3 separate regions of the Ovis aries genome follow, and all the other regions are linked to region 1. A link is a contact called in public Hi-C data. All regions are on one chromosome and are shown on one strand. Each heading gives the region's core, a stretch centred on a gene start, on an enhancer-like site or on the middle of the called end of the contact. The rest is flanking DNA. Distances are from core to core; before and after follow the strand shown. Region 1 has its middle 29 kb from the start of SDE2. Region 2 holds the start of SRP9 (signal recognition particle 9). Region 3 holds the start of EPHX1 (epoxide hydrolase 1).

Region 1 (3,760 bases), core at 804-3,303:
GCCTTTTGAGGAACAGAAATCTTAAATTTATCATTTTTCTCCCTTTATGGTTAACATTTTTATTTCTGTTAAATTAAAGTATCTTCAATAAGTAGATATCTCCAACTTTAATATAGTCAAATTGAGCAGTCTTTTATGACAGTTTTTTTTTTAATTAAAAAATGTATTTATTTATTTTGTTTTGGCCGCGCTGGGTCTTTGTCGTGGTGCATAGTCCCTAGAGTGCCTGTGCTCAGTAGCTGTGGCACTCAGGCTCTCTAGCTGTGGTGCATGGGCTGAGATGCCCTGCCCGGTGCCCGGCATGTGGGATGTTAGTCCCTGACCAGGGGTCAGACCCGAGTCCCCTGCACTGGAAGGCAGATTCTTAATCACTGTACCTCCAGGGAAGTCCCTATGACAGTTCTTTTAGTGTCTTACGTGTCCAAGGAGTCTTGCCCTACCCTTTGTTCATTAAGATAGAAACCCTCTGTTCTCTCCTAAAGTTTTTTTAGCTGTGCCTCACACATTTAGGTCTATAATCCACCAAGAACTCATTTGAGGGATGGGTGAGGGAAGGGATGGACTGGGAACTGGGGATTAGCAGACCCAAACTATTACATATAGAATTACAACAAGGTCCTACTATATGGCACAGGGAACTATATTCAATATCCTGAGATAAACCATCATGGAAAGAAATATAAGGAAAGAATGTCTATATATGTATATATACACACACACACATATATGTATATATACACGTACAAATAAAGAATGTACATATATATACACATATATATACATATACATATCTGAATCTGCTGTACAGCAGAAATTAACACAACATGGTAATTCAATTATACTTTAATTAAAAAAAAGAATTGATTTGTATGATGTGAGATAGGGGTCCGATTTTATTTTTTTCCATATAGATACTTCAAAGAGCACTATTTGTTGAAAAGAGCATTCTTTCTTTATTACAATTTTGTACATTTAAAAAATGCACACATAAAATATATAGATAAATACATAAAAATAAATGTACAAATCTGTACATTTGTGATAAATCAAGTATTCATACATCCATGGGTCTGTTTCTGACTCTCTCTTTTGTTCTGCTGGTGTACCTGTCTTCCCTACCAACACCACATTGTCTTAATTCCATGAACCCTTGCCCCCTGCACTGGAAGCATGATGACATAACCACTGGACCACCAGGGAAGTTCATGCTGTTTTTGTTACTATAGGTTTATGGTGTGGTCTGAGGTCAGGGAGTCTGACTCTTCCAGCTCCAGTTTTCTTTCTCAGGATGGATATTTTCTGCAGTTGATGTCTAAAATTACCCTTTTTCAACATAAGAGAGTTTAGAAGAAATAAAACCCTAAATATGAAAACTAAAATTATACGGCAGGGCAACTTAAACACTGGTGAGGTGCTAGATTTATCAATAGCTACTCAAGAAATCTAGTTTGAAAATTCCCAAAATTTGGGGAAACAGATGCAGCCATTTCATTGCTAAAGACTTAGAAAATGTGAATATTCCTTTTGGAATGCAAATAGAGTAGCAAAAGGGCCAGTACCACCTGTAAATCTACCCCTGCCTCCTGTAGGTCAGAAGAAAAGCGCTGCATGCATAGAGAGGTTTATAACAGCAGTGCTTCCAGGAGTGAAAACAAAACAAACTATGGTGTCCCATCAACAGACATGATGACAACACAGAGCAATCAAAATGAGGTGTATAGTAACTGTGTAAAACAGGGAAGAGTGTGGAATTCTAAGTTAAAAACAAAATCCATCAAACAGGTATAGATGATCTACTAAAATTTGTGAGGGAAAAAATTACTAAAAGTTGTAAGGGAATAAAAGGAATGAAAATTGTACGATTATAGCTACCGCACCCCATTTTTAAAGTTTCAAAATGATCATGAAAAATCTGGCTGTTTGGGTGTTTTCAACTTAAAAGTAAGAGCAGGGAGCGGTGAGTCACCAGCCTGGCGCAGTTCACCTCTCTTTCCACCACTCTGCCTGGCTGAATCCAACTCATTCTCCACATATCATATTGAATGTTAGCTCATCACAGAGACCTGACTCATCTCCCTAAAGGAGAACCCAGATATGCACTTTCGTTTTCTCTTAGTGTGCTCTATAATTCACACTTTGCGCACTTCCTTCCGTCCAGATGGCTTGAGTTTAAACCTCAAACCCCAAATTAATAACAAGCTACCTCTCTGGGCCGCAGGTTCCTCATCTGCGAAATGGGGGCAATGACAGCCCTTCCTGGTGAGGAGCTGGGGAACTCCTGCTTGTAAAATTCTCTGTGATCTGGGTTCACAGTAAGTGCAGCTGTGGGGGTCTTTAGGGATTAATTAGGTTTAGATGAGATAATGGAGATGAGGCCCTCACAGTGGAATTAATGCTCTTATAAAAGAGGAAGCTGCAACAGAACTCTCTCTCTACCACGTGAGCACACAGCAAGACAAGCCAGGAAGTGTGCTCTCACCAGAGACCGAATCAGCTGCCACCTTGACCTTGAGCCTCCCAGCCTCCAGAAGTGTGAGGTGATAAATGTCTGTTGTAGTCTGTGGTATTTTGTTATGGAAACCTGAGTTAACAAAACCATGTTATAAAAGTGTTGGCTATGATTAGTATTTAACTGTGTCATCATTAAAAATCATGTTTTTGAAGACTTTTATTTCATGCTATAACAACACCAAGTGGAGAACAGGATAAAAATCGACGAACACCAACACCTTAAATTTTGAAATAGCATGGAGGAAAACATACCACTATGTGGTAATAGAGGTTAATATCTAGGAGGTATGTTTATAGATTACTTCAATTTTCTTTTTTGTAGTTTTCTGTATTTTCAAATGTTTTCTACATGAGCAATAGAAAAAGTTTAAAAAAGCAATGAATTCTTGTAAAATGTGTTTTATGCATTTGACGAGCTCATGTGCTACCCTTTCCTCTCTTACCTTGGGCCTCGTGGCCGCTGCCTGAATCCTGCTTGGCCTGAAGGTACAGCCACAGGGTTCTCCCCTTGGTGACCCTGGGCGAGTCCTGTGACCTCTCTGGTCTTGGTTTCTTCATTTGGGAGGACCCTGTGATCTTGTGGGGGTTTGGAGAAGAGAAGACGACCACTGAGCCAAAGTACCTTGGAGATGCTTTGGATGGGCAGCGTAACACTGTGATTCCCATAACATCAGGTATTCCGCGTCCCTCCTCTACCTGCCAGCAGCCAGCCCAGTCTCAGTGGCAGGGTCAGAGTCAGGAAAATCTCCCACCACTCCCCTACCTTTGTACTGCCCAGGAGGGCACTGCTCAGAGCCGGGTCAGGGGCTGGTGGGGGTGGGGGATGAATGGGAAATACAGAAAAATCATAAAGATGACACCAAAAATCACCCAGATTTCTTCAACTCTGTAATAATCAGTGTTGACACATTTGTAAATTTCCTTTTTTCCCCCCTTTAGTGTGTTGACTGAAATCATACATTTTATTTTTTCATATTATTTTCCATTATGGTTTATTATATGATATTGAATATAATTCCCTATGCTATACATTAGGGTCTTGGCGTTTATCCATTCTATGTTTAATGGTTTGCATTTGCTAATCCCAAACTCCCAGTCCAACCCTTCTCTGTCCCCACCCCCTGCTGCTGCTTCTGCTGCTAAGTCACATCAGTCGTGTCCGACTCTGTGTGACCCCTTAGACGGAAGCCCACCAGGCTCCTCTGTCCCTGGGATTCTCCAGGCAAGAATACTGGAGTGGGTTGCGTTC
Region 2 (3,760 bases), core at 444-2,943, 190 kb after region 1:
TAGTCCTCACGGTACACTGCTTAAAGAAAACAAATGGTCCTACGAACAAAATCAACCAAATGGAGGAGCCAGAAATTGTGTCATAAACAAAGTACTCAATTTCACAAGTATCTAATTCATTTTATTATTTATTACTATTACATCACTTTATTGCAAAGAATGGAACTAAGACTGTTTCTGGCTTGTTACTTATCTAGGTCTAAAAAGCTAGCAGGGCTTTTCAATATTTCAAATAATATTTAGATGACAATAAAAACCAAGAGGAAGAAAAATCAAGACCCAAATGCTAAATTCTTGTCCTTGCAACTTCTCTGGTTACTAACACACACACGGATCCCTGTAATTCATTCACGGCCCTGGTAAAATTATGATAAGCCGATGTCAGAGGTTAGCTTATTATAATTTTATGGGGGCCATGAATGAATTACAGGGATCCATGTGTGTGTGTTACTCGCTCACTTTGTGTCCGACTCTTTGTGACCCCATGGACTCTAGTCCCACCAGGCTCCTCTGTCTGGAATTCTCCAGGCAAGAATACTGGAGTGGGTTGCCATTCCCTTTTCCAAGGGATCTACTTGACCCAGGGATCAAACACGAGTCTCCTGCATTGCAGGCAGATTCTTTACTGTCTGAGCCTCCAATGAAGGCCACAGGGATCCACGGACCCCCTAAAACTGTTTACAAACATTTATGTGTTAAGTGCATTCTCCTACTCTTAAAGGGCACTAACCTCCAAAATATTAAGAACCACTAATCTGCGGGAGGTAGATGCCTCCAAATGAGGGTCTTTGATGCTTCTGAACTGCGGTGTTGGAGAAGACTCTTGGGAGAAGACTCTTGAGAGTCCCTTGAACTGTAAGGAGATCCAACCAGTCCATCCTAAAGGAAATCAGTCCTGAATATTCACTGGAAGGACTGATGCTGAAACTCCAATACTTTGGCCACCGGATGCGAAGAACTGACTCATTTGAAAAGACTCTGATGCTGGGAAAGACCTGGGAAAGGCGGGAGAAGGGGACGACAGAGGATGAGATGGTTGGATGGCATCACCGACTCGATGGACACTGAGTCTGAGTAAGCTCCGGGAGTTGGTGATGGACAGGGAAGCTTAGCGTGGTGCAGTCCATAGTGTCGCAAAGAGTCGGACACGACTAAGCGACTGAACTGAAACTGAACTGAAGCGCCACAGGAAGCCGAAGCTGCAGAGGGGAGGAGCCCTGCCCTTAGAGACACGTAAACCAACGGTAGGGAAGCTCAGGGATTGTAGGCGGGGGAAGGCTTCTTAGAGCCCTGACTTGACCCTGATTTTGCTGGTTTCAGGCTTCACTGGGCCCTTCTTAAGAGAAGAGACGAAAAGAACAATCGGACTTCGCGCGGAGTCCGTCTCTCTTCACACACAGCACCTCCTAGGATGCTGCAGAAGCTCCGGAGGCCGAGCGGACGCCAGAGAAGACATCCTGACCCGAGCTAGGACAGAGACACTGGCTCCGCCTGCGATTTACCTTCATTGGGTCGGCGAGGTAGAGTTTCTCCGCTGCGCGACTGAACTCCTCCCAAGTCTGGTACTGCGGCATCGTGGGACCGCGGCAGAAGGACAGAAAGAGGCACGGCTGTGGACCGGAGGCGGCGCAGCACGGCCCACCTACCTCCCTAACTCCCACAGCCGGCTACCGAGACAGGGGCCCAGAAGCTCAAGGATGGCGGCGCCGCCTCGCACCAACGCCTCGCTCCATTGGTCAGCCTGGATCGTTCTTGCCCAATGGGAAGGAGGGATGTTGCATAGGAGGCGGAGCCCCAAGCGTGTGAGTCTGGGAGAGGGTCCGAAGAGGTGGAGAGAGGAGAGACGATGGAGGTTGCCACAGCGCCCCTTGTAGGACTGGAGGAGGATCTGTCCCGCTGTCCTTCTGGCTGGACGACAACGATAAAGCCCAGGTTTCTTCAGCAAAGATAGAGCGGCTTAGTGATAAGCGCTGGAGCTGTCTCGCTTACAGCTTAGTAAAAGGCGAGACAAAAACAGAAGAGTGCAATGGAGAGCTTTCTATGATAGACATCTGTGTCTAGAGGACGCTAACGGGGATGACACAAGTTGAATCTTGAGAAACATGACGGGTGTTAAACAGGTGGGCAGGGCAGGAGGCCTATTTTAGATCCGTAGTGTATTTAATGTGGGCATCCCCTGGAGGAGGGCATGGCTGCTGCTGCTGCTGCTGCTGCTAAGTCGCTTCAGTCGTATCCGACTCTGTGCGATCCCATAGACGGCAGCCCACCAGGCTCCCCCGTCCCTGGGATTCTCCAGGCAAGACTACTGGAGTGGGGTGCCATTGCCTTCTCCGGAGGGCATGGCAACCCACTCCAGTGTTCTTGCCTGCAGAATCGCATGGACAGAATAGCCATAGAGTTGCAAAGAGTCAGATAGGACCGAAGCGACTTAGGACGCAAGCACGTATTTGGGGCACGGGGGAAGAATGGGAAGAAATCATATCACTTAAGCCGGAAGAAATTTGAACTTTGTTCTCCAGGCTATGGAGTGAGGTAGAAGGGTATTTTTCTTTAATCAAGTTGAAGTATATTTTATGTATAGTAAAACATCAGTTTTAAGGCTTTCCTGGCGGCTCAGTGGTAAAGAATCCGCCTGCCAATGCAGAAGATACAGCTTCTATCCCTGGTCCCGGGAAGATCTCACATGCCGGTGAGCCACTAAGCCCCTGCCCCACAACTACTGAGACTGCGCCCTAGAGCTTGTGCGCTAAAACAAGAGAAGCCACCACAGTTAGAAGCCCCAAGCACCACAAGGAAACAAAGAGCAATGCCCCGCCCGCCAGAACTTGAGAAAGCCGTCGCAGAGCAAGGAAGACCCAGTACAGCCAAAAATAAATAAATACAATTATAGAAAGTAAGTTATACTAAACACATCGGCCCTGGACTTTGCTCTCCATTGTTCAGCAAGTGGAGAGCCGGCAGATGTTAATCACAACAGGACGCGGTATGATTAATTTTTATTTTTAGAACACGTCACTAGTGGCTGTAGGAAAGCTGAATTGGTGAAGTCCAGCCTGTGCAAGGTCAAAAGTGAAAGCTTTTATTCTTTCACCTAAGTTGGTTACCTCCTATGATTGTTTCCGTGCCCTTGCTTCCCATTCAATCTCATTCCCACCATAGTACCTTCTACTCTGTCCCCACCTCAACTCTCAAATGAAGTTGCTTTCACAAGGTCACTAACTGCTCTCAGAGTCACTAGTGACCTTCATATTGCCCAGTCCAGCTGACAATCCTTTATTTTTTTTTAATTTTTAAAATATATTCATCTATATTTATTTCTTTATTTCCTTGCACTGGGTCTTCCTTGCGGCACGTGGCATCTCTTTCTCTGATCAGGGATGGAGGCTGGGCCCCCTGCATTGGGAGTACGGAGTCTTAGCCACTGGACCACCAGGGAAGTCCCTCAATCCTTTCTTGACTAGATCATTCAACCGCATCTGAGGGCACATGCCACTCTTTCATCCTTGAGATTTCCCAGCCGCTTGGTTTTTTTTACTCCATCCTTCCTTGCTCCTTCTTCTGCCTCTTTGGTTTTTCCCTCTCTGGCTCTGTCCTAGCCTCCTCCACTCCCTTTGCCCTTCAACACTGGGTCCTGAGGTATCATACTTTGATTTCACCCTCTGAGTTTTTCCTGGGCAATATTTGGGTTTTCACTTTCGCCTCTATGCTGCTTAGTGCAGGTTCTTCCGTGAGCTTCAGATTCATATCCAAATGCCTTCCA
Region 3 (3,760 bases), core at 518-3,017, 160 kb after region 1:
CCAACAAAACTATAGACTCTATGAAGACATGTTCCCTGCTGAGCCCCCGTGCCCAGGGCAGAGCCTGCACACATGGTCAGTCCTCTGGATTTGCTCGGGAAACATGAAGAAGTCAACACAAAGCCCTTCTAGGTGTGGACATTTGGGAAAGAGAAACTGCTGAACCCTCTCAGTGCTGTGCTAAGTCACTTCCGTTGTTTCCAAGTCTTTGAGATCCTATGGACTATAGCCCACCAGGCTCCTCTATCCATGGAATTCTCCAGGCAAGAATAGTAGAGTGAGTTGCCATGCCCTTTCCCGGGGGGATCTTTCTGACCCAGGGATACAACATACATCTCCCGCTTCCCCTGCACTGCAGGCAGATTCTTTACCCCTGACCCACCGGGGAAGCCCAGAGTTTCTTGCTAAATCAGACCTACTAGGGCTAGTGAAAGACCTCCACAAGGTCCTCAAGCCCCTACTCCCAGAAGGATGCAACCACCACACCAGAAGACAGTGTTACTTTCCAGACTGGGGCCCCTTCTTTCAAGTGTTAACTTTTAATGGTATATTCAGAGGAGTCTGCAGAGTGGCACCCAAACGGGCATAAATCCCAATGTTCTCAACAATTTCCCGCAACAGCTCATACATCCGATGTACTGGGTGCTGAGGTGCCGAATGCAGAGGTCCCCCCCCCCCCACCAGCCCCTTACCTTTCAACCCTATTCTCTGTACAGAGCCCACGGGGCAGGGACAGGGCTAAGAGAGGGCTGTCTGTCCATCCCTGCGTCAGGGGCCCACACATCTTTGTGCAGCCAGAAGTTCATATAGTAGAGGAGAGTGAACGGGGTGGGAGGCGCAGCTTTAAAAGAATCAAAATCAGAGTCACAACATCGTCAGAGCCCGCACCTGCACCCTGAAGGCTTCAGAAGGGCCGGGCAGGCGAGGGGCCAGAGGCTAAGTTCCCCAGCATCCCTCCGGGGAGGGAGGCTTGCAGGAGTCTCTGGTCTCTGCTGCCCTTAGACTGGTCACATCCCTAGGCTCCTAATGCACGGTGAACTCTTTTCCCCGGACCCAAGTTTCCTTTCCTGGGCGCTGAGCTGGGCGGGGTTGGAGCGGGAGAGAAAAACTGGAACCGCGGTTAGAGATGGTGAGAGAGGACGTCTCAGCCAAAAGACTTGAGGTCTGTTTAGGACTCCGGTGACAAACAAGTGCAGTATGAGCCAGACGCCTCCTGGAAGCTGTACTCCCCGGGAGAGCCAGGCAAGGGGGCCGCCGCCGCGCTTCCCCGCGCCCCCTCCCCCCGCATTCGGTTGGCAGAGCGCGTGCGGGCCTCTTCCCGGAATCCCAAGCGCCTGCGGACCGCACGCGGCGAGGCCTCGGTCGGGACCCAGCTGCGGGCGGCGGGGCAGGGGCGGCGGCGGAGGCCTGTGTGAAAGTCTCCCCGGAGCCCTGGCTGTGCGGCGCCCGCCGCCAGCGTCCCCCAGCCCTCGGGATCGCGTTGTGCCCCTGCACCCTGGGAGCGCCCGGGCCCCCGGAAACTGCGCAGACGCCCCGGAGCGCTTACGGTCGTCGGCTCCCTGGTTCCTGGGCTTGGCGGTCCCTCCGGCTCCGGCTCTCCGGGTTCCCCTGCTCCCGATTCGCGCGTCCCCTGACTACCCTGCGCTGACCCCGCCCGGGCTCGGCCCCCCAGCGGGCGGGCCGGGCCACCGAGGTTCAGTCCCGCTCCGCCCCTGTTACCTGGGCCACCCGGATGACTCTGCACCTTCCTAAGCCCGCCTCTGCTTTGGAAGAGAGCTCTCAGAGTGCAGCCTGCGGTCAGAAACGGTGTCGAAGTTCTTGGTCACTGAATCAATAAACAAACAAACCTCAAGCTTCAGCCTTGTGTAACTTTTTTAACCAGTTCATTGTTATTGTATTTTACACGTGTGTTGTGTGTCCAGGACAGATTGGGGAATTTTAAAGCAAACAAACCCGTCTTTCAACACACAGTCTGAGAAACACTAGTCTGAGTGAAATTTGAACCCGCACAAAGAATTCTTCATGGTGAGGACTGAGATCTACAAAGTGGAGCTGGACGCCTGGAGCGTAGCTCGTTCCTGGCTAATAAAAACACTCAACTTAGTTCCCTCTCCAAACCTTTGCTTATGTAGTATTCCTGGAAAGGATGCTCTCCTGCATCCAAATATGACCTACTGTTCTTTAATCCCACACCTTCCTAGTGAAGCCTGATCTCATCCCTGCAGTCTCTGACATCTCTGTACTCCTTCAAAACTTGCAGTCTATGAGATTCCTCCATGCCTAACCAAATCTTTCAAACAGAAGCTCTGCTTCTGGCCATTTTACCAAGGGACTCAAATTTGTTATCTTTCAAACTCAGTGATGATGAAAGCATCCTAAAATTAGATATTGGTGATGACTATACCACCATAACTCTGTGAATACACTAAAAACTACTGAATTGTACACTTTAAAAGGATTAATTCTATAGTATGTGAATTATATCTCAGTAAAACTGTCAGTTTTGTATTAAAAAAAAAAAACTGCAGTGAGGTTGTAACCTCACTCCTCATTCCTGTGTCCTAAAATCCTCGACATACGTTCTTGTTAGATTTCAACAAACTCACTCAGAAGGATAATGCAGATAGTGGAGTGCAGTTTATTACACCAGCGGGCCCAAGGCAGAGTCTCCTCTTAGCCAAGGACCCAGACTAGCGTTTATGAAAATCTTTTATACCCCATGCGTACATGTCTGAACCCACCACTCCAAATTCCTTGAGACTTACATAAACCAAGGAAAATACAATCCCAATAACTCCATGATTCACGTGCTACGTGCTCATGTGCTCAGTCAAATGATTAGCCAGTAATCAATAAACCCGAGGTTACACTCAGATAGATACAGAAAAATTTATGGCCTGTCTGGAGGAAAGGGTGATTAGTGTATGTTTTCTCTTAGGCGATGAGTAACCTAGATACGATCTTCAAGGTTCCCCTGTCAGGAGGGGGTCTTTTCCTTCTGTTGTTGTTTTCATAGGCACTAAACACAGAGTTCAGAGTCCATTGGAAAGGTGGCCGAGCACGATCAGCATGAACAGGCCTACGATGGAGTCCAGGCCTTATGAATACCTTCTTTAAGATCATTCACCCAGCGTTAGAATATGAAATCTAAGCTAGTGCTAGATATTCCAAAGTACAATCTACCTAGACACAGTAAATAAATAAGGCACTGAGTCCAACTCAGCAGGGCAAAATTTAGACAGTCAGATTTCAGATTTCAGCTTTCAGTCAAAAGCTATTGAAAGGTTTATGGACTGAAAGAATGGGTATAATGTGATCTCTAGAATAAACTATGTGCTTTTTAAAAGTCAAAACAAAGGCTGTTCTTCTGTACAAACGTCTGGAGAGTTTCCAGGTACATCGGGGAGAATTAAAAATAATGTGTGTGGGGGGATGAAAACTGTAGATCGATTCCTGAGTCACTGGAAGGAAACAACATCTTTTACGCCAAAAATGCATAAGATGAGTCTAATCGTGAGGAAACCTCAGGAAAGAAACCCAGCTAAGTAATATTCTGCAAAACAACTGGCCTATACTTTTCAAAAATGTCAGGCTCATGAAAGGCAAGGAAAGGCAGGTAAAAACGTTCATGGTGAAAGGAGCCTGAAGAGGCATGGAAACACATATGATGCTTTTAGACTAGATCCTGGACTAGAAACCGTTTCTATGAAGAATATTATTGGAATGATTGGGGATGTTTGAAGAAAGTCTATAAATGATA

What was found. Hi-C and Micro-C count contacts between places; a contact is called where the count stands out from the background.
Region 2: a Hi-C map of blood shows a contact between it and region 1, with 2.9 times the contacts expected there. The contact joins the promoter of SRP9 here to the enhancer-like site in region 1. A contact is called at or near these places in 3 of 16 Hi-C or Micro-C datasets (blood and mesenteric adipose tissue).
Region 3: a contact with region 1 is called in a Hi-C map of retroperitoneal adipose tissue, with 2.1 times the contacts expected there. The contact joins the promoter of EPHX1 here to the enhancer-like site in region 1. A contact is called at or near these places in 4 of 16 Hi-C or Micro-C datasets (hypothalamus, muscle, retroperitoneal adipose tissue and 1 more).

The regions. Positions count from the first base shown.
Region 1 is chr12:28,277,009-28,280,768 of ARS-UI_Ramb_v3.0, reverse strand. No RefSeq gene overlaps it. Among named protein-coding and RNA genes, the nearest start is that of SDE2, 29 kb to the left of the region's middle. Within about 2 kb of position 2,053, at least 16 of the 54 cell types and tissues checked have an H3K27ac peak or open chromatin away from gene starts, as enhancers often do. A contact at or near this core is called in tail adipose tissue, where this site is marked.
Region 2 is chr12:28,086,592-28,090,351 of ARS-UI_Ramb_v3.0, reverse strand. It overlaps SRP9 (signal recognition particle 9), which reads right to left and starts at 1,693. Exons shown (of 3, transcript XM_004013626.5): 1 at 1,503-1,693. The coding sequence starts at 1,574. It overlaps LOC121820768 (a long non-coding RNA gene), which reads left to right and starts at 1,186. Exons shown (of 2, transcript XR_006061455.2): 1 at 1,186-1,244; 2 at 1,321-3,760. LOC132657456 (a long non-coding RNA gene) reads right to left here. Exons shown (of 4, transcript XR_009595667.1): 4 at 2,980-3,760.
Region 3 is chr12:28,120,870-28,124,629 of ARS-UI_Ramb_v3.0, reverse strand. It overlaps EPHX1 (epoxide hydrolase 1), which reads right to left and starts at 1,767. Exons shown (of 9, transcript XM_012187144.4): 1 at 1,720-1,767.